2 separate regions of the Ovis aries genome follow, and region 2 is linked to region 1. Evidence: chromatin contacts called from public Hi-C data. All regions are on one chromosome and are shown on one strand. The core of a region is the stretch at or near the end of the contact, and the rest is flanking DNA. Distances in the headings are between cores, read along the strand shown.

Region 1 (3,449 bases), core at 544-3,043:
GTACTTTGAGAAAAGCCGCCCTAAAGCTTGATTATAGATGTTTCACATGCATCATCTCCCACAGCAAGAACCTGAACTGTCTACAAGAACAAAGGTGTGTTTGGAATCGCCTTCTTTGTGCATTTAGGAACAAGTAGGCATACCAACTGATAGGCTGCAGTCCATGGGGTCGCTAAGAGTCCAGCATGACTGAGCGACTTCACTTTCGCTTTTCACTTTCATGCATTGGAGAAGGAAATGGCAACCCACTCCAGCGTTCTTACCTGGAGAATCCCAGAGACAATGGGGCCCCGTCTATGGGGTCGCACAGAGTCAGACACGTCTGAAGCGACTTAGCAGTAGCAGCAGCAAGCATACCAACAGTTACAGGTTAAACAGAACAGTTAACAGAACTACAGTTACACACACAGGAATCACAGATTCAGAAGTCAAACTGCCTAGTTCAGGATCCCACTCCACCACTTACCATGTGATGTAGGCAACTTCCTCAACCTCTATGCTTCAGTACCTTCAGATGTAAAAGATAATAGCTCCATCTGCTCCCACAGGAAAACTGGAAATGGGTGTCTACCACAATCAATGAGGTCCTCACTTTCCATTTCCAGGCATACATTTTTAAAATCCACAAAAACTGTCTTGGAGAGTTCCTTGCCCTGCCTGACGTTATAGGAATAACAAATCGCTTCTCTGAAGGCTAGAGATCTGGACAAGACCCCACAGGCTTCAAGTACCCCAACCCCAGAGTGGCCTTCAAAGGTGGAAGGGTAAATATTCACAATAGGGAAAGCGGTTAGTCAAAAGACATACTCCAGTCGTCGCTGTGTGTCCCACGTAAATGCAAAACATGTTCAAGAATAGTGTGCCCATTCATTACATATAAATTGTTTCTTTACCCATTACAAATTTGCCTTAATTAGGTACCAGACGCACACACACAGAAGGAGGGAGGGAGAGAGACACGGTCACAGACACAGTCTAGCCGGGTGCAACTGGCCGGCAGACGTCCCATAGGGAATATGGTTAAAGATGGAGACATTATTGGAAGACGACAATTGGTCCAGGGCACTAATTACATAAAGGAAGCTGCTCATAAGCTGCTTGCTTAGCGGGGGTAAAAAAACGAAAAAAAAGTGCAACTCTAGCTCGGAAGAGCAAATTCCCAGAGCAGTATTGGAGAAGCCGGCTAAGGGTAGGGTGGAGGGGGGCAGCGGGGTGGTGGGGGGAGGGTCCGGTCCATTCTCCGGCTGGGCGGTGACTCCCCCTGGGCAGCCTCGGTTCTCCGCCTCCGGCTCCAGCTGCTCCCTCTGCTCCAGGAACCGGAGGCTGCCAGAGCGGCGAACAAATATACTGGGATAGCCGGCGACCCCGCGACCACGTCCCCCTCCTCGGCCTGCTCCCCACACCCCCACAAGCCGGCTAGCCGGCGGGGACCACGCGGCCGGCGCGGGGCGGCCCCACCGGCGGCAAGAAGCCGGGCGGCCTGAGGGAGAGCGGAAAGCGCCTCTGCCCACGAAAGGCGAAGGCGGCATCAGTACCCGCCCCACGGTGGCGGGGTTATCACAGCCCAGGCGGGGCGCTCACCAGAAGAACACGCGCGAGCAGAGGTTCGCGTTCCGCAGCGGGTTGGGCTTCACCTCCGGGTACACCGGTTGCATCTTGCCGGCCGGGGCGAGCGCGGTTTGAGATCCGGCCGCTGAGGCGTCGGTGCCGCCTGCTGCTCCGGGAGGTGTTGGCCGGGATGCTGGACTTCAGGCCGCCGCGCCAGTCCGCGCAGCGGGAGCCAGAGAACCACTGGCTTCCGGAAGCCGAGCGCCTGCGGCCCGCCGGGTCCCCGCCTCCCAAGGCCGCGCCGCCTCCCGGGCCCGCCGGGAGGACGCCGGCAAAGCTCCGCGGCCGGATCGCCGGGAGCCCAGAGCCACAGGCCGCGAGCGGGGGCGCCGGCGGCGCCTAAAGTTGGCCTGGGCTGAGGTTGCCCGGAGGCGGGCGAAGGTGCGAGGCGAAGGGAGGAGGGTAAACGCACCGCCCGGCACACGGGGCTCAGCGCCTAGGCGTCCACGTGCTCGCACCTGGCTGCGAACGCGGCCTTAGTTATTGCTCCCAGCCCGGTACCCGCCCCCCGCCCCAGAACGTGGAGAGGGGAGGCGCCGGAATGCCCGCCCCCCGCTGCTCGGAAACGCCCCTTCGACTGCGGTTTTGCAAATATCCTGGAAAAGCTGGCAGAAGGCGTGAACAGTTGGAGCTCCAAGCACCCTGTCGTCTTGGTACCAAACTATGGTCCTCTGGGAAGTCCTCCGACCTGCGGCCAAGCCTTTGATGTGGGACAACAGTACGGTTTAGCACAGATTATGTTTGCAGAGCGTCAAGAGCCAAAGAAAAATAACAAGATTAGAAGAACTCAGAACGATTTTGGAAGATGAGTGAATGTTGCCACTGGGGACAGGCTGTTGGCATCTCGTGTTGCTGCATTGTGTAGGGACGGACCTCTGCGAGCGTTTTGCTGCCCTTTTAGATTGTGAGGGATTCCCAGGTGGCGCTATTGGTAAAGAATCCGCCTGCCGAAGCAGGAGTCCTAAGAGACCGGGCGGGGGATGGGGGTTCGATCCCGGGGTGCGGGAGATCCTCTGGAGGAGGGCATAGCAACCCAGTTGCCCCCAGTTCGCCAGTATTCTTGCCCGGAGAATCCCCGCGGACAGAGGAGCCTGGGGGGCTACAGTCCTTACCGTGGTACACTGTCGGACAGGACTGAAGCACACGCTTAGACTGGAAAAAGGGAATCTGCAGAGAGAGAGACTCACTTATGATTTCTTTCATCATGTACTCAGTTCCTAGTGGATTAACAGTGACATATGTCACAAAATATCAAGTTGGTTCGCATTTCTGAGGACCTGACCTGACTTTTTTTTTGTTTAGTCGCAACGGTGGGGCTGACTCTGTGCTTCCTACATTGTAGCCAGCCCTCCAGGCTCCTCTGTCAATGGGCTTTACCCAGGCAAGATTACTGGAGTGAGTTGCCATTCCCTTCAGGGGATCGTCAGGATCCAGGTCTCCTGCATCGGCAGGCCCATTCTTTACCACTGAGTCACCTGGAAAGCCAACTCTAGCTATAAGGATGCCCTAATTACATATTATCATCCCATTTCACAAATGAGGCTTAAGGACAGAACTTGCCCAAGGTCTTAAAAATCAATAAATGATGAATTCTGATTTGGATGCATAGTTCAGCCTGGTCTGGTGGATGGACAGTGTGTGTGGATGGGTGTCTAGAATACACTGAATGAGTAACTTGGACTGAATGAACAGAAACTTTGACTCCCAATAAGTGTTTAGTTATTTGTGTGGCCTTCTTACCAGCTCAGCAGTTTCTGGTCCCTTCCAGCCTAAACAAAGAAAGATCAAAGTTCTTGATGCTGATAACAGATCACTTTGATAATTTCCCATGTACCTTGACT
Region 2 (3,449 bases), core at 341-2,840, 69 kb after region 1:
AAAATCCCACAAGCTTTGGGGTGAGAACAACAACAAAAAAAGGAAATCCAGCAATTAATTGTTTTATTATATTTATTTTTAATTGGAGGATAATTGCTTTACAGTGTTGTATTAGTTTCTGCCATACAACAATGTGAATCTGTCACAATTATACATATATCCCCTCCCTTTTGAGCCTCCCTCCGACCACCCCCTGAAACCCTGCAATTTAAAGTGAACAACTTATCTTCTTATCAGTCAAAGAAATTTTAAACTGGATTTTTAAAAGAACTTAAAGACATCAATATTTACCTCTTTTGGAAAATATCGATTCCAGGGCTTAATTAGAGTGTTGTCAAAGATTCGTCCCAGAAAAAAAAAAAAAGATTCTTCCAAATACTTAATAACTGGCAATAAAAATTAAGTAAACAATTCTGTCTATAAGTAATTATTATATCTAACTTTGCCTGCCAGAATCTTATGCATTTTGACTTATTTTCAGATGTAAATACATGGTAAAGTCTTCTTTCTGACATAAAGCTTAGAACATAGAAAGAAAGCTGAAAGAAACGCTATGTGGGGGAGTCTACAAATGTTTGGGGGCAGAAGCCTGTTCTCACCCCTGTGGCGGGTGGCAGGAATGGGGACGGAGAAGGGTTGATTTCTCTGTAAGAATTCTTCCAAACTTTGTTCTCTATCTCATTGTCAAAATTCCTAAAAGATACCACATTTTAAAGGTTGTTGATCTTTTGCAAGGCTTCCTGAAATTCAAAAGGCAAATGCAGGTATGGGTGGAGGGAGGAATCCATTGTAATTAATCATAGAAAAGAAAAGGAGGGGAGCATTAAGTTTGCAAAGACAGAAACATTAGAAATAGCCAGTGTGAATGATGGAACACTCACTACAGGGATGGCAGCGGGGTGCTGTGAGTAGAGCTGTCTTTATAGACTTTTCTTTAGTGGGGCGGGGGTCGGAAATCTGTGAACTCTTCCAGGCTCATAAATTTTATTACCTCAGAAATACCTTCCTCCTAAGTTGGTGTGAGGATTATGACATAAGATACATAGAGCACAAAGAAAGTGCTAAATAAATGTCATCTGTTGTTATTTTTATTCCCAGAGAGACAAGGACACTGAGAACAGGGTGATGAACACTTTTGGTTTGCTCAGATGGTCCAAGTTTTAGCACTGAATGGCCTGTGTCCCCAGGGGGCCCTAGTGTGTGAAGAACCCGTCTGCCAATGCAGGAGACTTAAGAGAGGCAGGGTCCATCCCTGGGTCGGGAAGATCCCCTTTTGACAGCCCTCTCTAGTATTTTCGCCTGAAGAATCCCATAGATAGGGGAGCCTGGCGGGCTCCAGGGTCCACAGGGTCCCGCAGAGTTGGACACTACTGAAATGCTTTAGTACCCACGTCCTGCCTGTGTTCTGTGAATCCGTTCACTCCCAGGACATAAATAGTTACAGGTTTTCAGCTTTTGGTTGGTGTCGAGGAGGGTGGAGGAAAGTCAGTGAATTCCTATTTCCCACAGTCAAACGGTAATCTCTTGTCAGATGCCCAGCAGTTCCTGTTTCTACCCTATCTTGCCATCACATTGCCTGCAAAAGAGAACTTCTTGTTCTAGGGGACAAGTCAGCACAATGCGCTGAATGCCCGAGGCTCCATCCGGACGTGCTGTTCTCTGCACCACTCAGCAGCTGCCGGCAGAGGGCACACTCCTCCCCTGCTCACTGTATTCCGAACTCCACCCCCTGAACCACTTTCGCCTCCCACGAAGTCTTAATACACTGCTCTTCGGAGAAGGCGATGGCACCCCACTCCAGTACTCTTCCCTGGAAAATCCCATGGACAGAGGATCCTGGTAGGCTGCGGTCCATGGGGTCGCTAAGAGTCGGACACGACTGAGCGACTTCCCTTTCACTTTTCACTTTCATGCATTGGAGAAGGAAATGGCAACCCAACTCGAGCGTTCTTGCCTGGAGAATCCCAGGGACGGGGGAGCCTGGTGGGCTGCCGTCTGTGGGGTCGCACAGAGTCGGACACGACTGAAGTGACTTAGCAGCAGCAGCAGCAGCAGCTTCCAAGCTAAGCTGTGTTCATCGTTTTTCCTCTCCCTCTCTCCCTCTCTCCCTTCCCTTTCGTTTCCATGAATGCACTTGCAAGGAACATGAGCTCACAGTCACAAATCACCATATTTAGTGGTAAAATAGCAGAGTGAAAATTAAAAAAAAAAAAATTAAGTGGGAGAAAATGCCCATGAGCTTTCCCTTGTTGTTACTCAGTTTATTTGTTCATTTATTTTTGGCTGAGCTGGCCCTCTGTTGCTGCTGGCTTTTTCTAGTTGCAGAGAGCGAGGGCTTCTCTTTTCTTGCAGTGGCTTCTCTTGCTGTGAAGCCACGGCTGCATGGGCTTCAGTGGCTGTGGCTTGTGGGTTCACTGGTTACGCCCTGTGGGCTCCAGAGTGCAGAACCAGTATTTGTGGCTTAGCTGCCCCGTGGCATGTGGGATCTTCCCAGCCCAGGCATCGAACCAGTGTCTTTTGTATTGCAAGGTGGACTCTCAACCGCTGGACCAACAGGAAAGTCCCTGTTACTCAGTCTTATTAAAAATATATATGTAGACAAGCTTTCAATGCTTTACATATTAGAAACTATTACAAGCATATGTATCTTAAAGACAGAAAAATTTTAAGGTCATTTCAGCATATTCTATGAGAATATTGAATCATTAGGTTGTACATGTGAAACTAATATTGTAAATTACTCATGTGTGCGTGCTAAGTCGCTGCAGTCATGTCCTACTTTTTGTGATCCCATGGGCTGTAGCCCACCCAGCAGGCTCCTCTGTCCATGGGATTCTCCAGGCGAGAATACTGCAGTGGGTTGCCATTTCCTTCTCGACAAAGGAAATGGGATTTCCTCATTCACACGGAGTCATTGCTGACGGTGCTGATTGCTTTTCCTTTATTCTTATTTGAAAACACAACAGTGAGGTGTCGGGAAACCTTTGTATGCCAATAGGCTCTCAAACGTCACAGTAATTCCAAATTGAGAAAAGAACTCACAAGACAAAGTGGAACGAAAATGGTTACATCACATTTTAATATAATAAGTGATTTAAGCCTACATTGACGATTGGAGACAAATCTTCTTAGGCTTGGGCCAGATTAAGCCTCCTGTAAGAAAGAAAAACAGAAAACCTTTTTAAGTTGCCAGATGTTTTTTTTCCTTCCTGGTTGCATAGCTTCATTGTCAAAGTTATACTTTCTTGTTGCTAACCCTCTTAGATGCCCCAGTATAGCCATGGGCTTTTAGGAAATCATTTAGACTAATAGTGACTATGTCCTTTAATGATTTTATGTAATCTAGCACCTGGTACCTCAGCTGGTAAACAACTTACCTGCAAAGCAGGAGACCCTGGTTTGATTGCTAGGTTGGCAAGATCCCCTGGAGGAGGGTACGGCAACCCACT

Evidence for each region. A called contact is a pair of places that touch in the nucleus more often than the background predicts.
Region 2: a Hi-C map of hypothalamus shows a contact between it and region 1, with 2.4 times the contacts expected there. The contact joins the enhancer-like site here to the promoter of LOC101106534 in region 1. A contact is called at or near these places in 4 of 16 Hi-C or Micro-C datasets (blood, hypothalamus, liver and 1 more).

The regions. Positions count from the first base shown.
Region 1 is chr10:70,261,816-70,265,264 of ARS-UI_Ramb_v3.0, forward strand. It overlaps LOC101106534 (ATP-binding cassette sub-family C member 4), which reads right to left and starts at 1,794. Exons shown (of 30, transcript XM_042254988.2): 1 at 1,582-1,794. The coding sequence starts at 1,655.
Region 2 is chr10:70,331,186-70,334,634 of ARS-UI_Ramb_v3.0, forward strand. No RefSeq gene overlaps it. Among named protein-coding and RNA genes, the nearest start is that of TRNAG-CCC, 490 kb to the left of the region's middle. Within about 2 kb of position 1,591, at least 10 of the 54 cell types and tissues checked have an H3K27ac peak or open chromatin away from gene starts, as enhancers often do. A contact at or near this core is called in hypothalamus and liver, where this site is marked.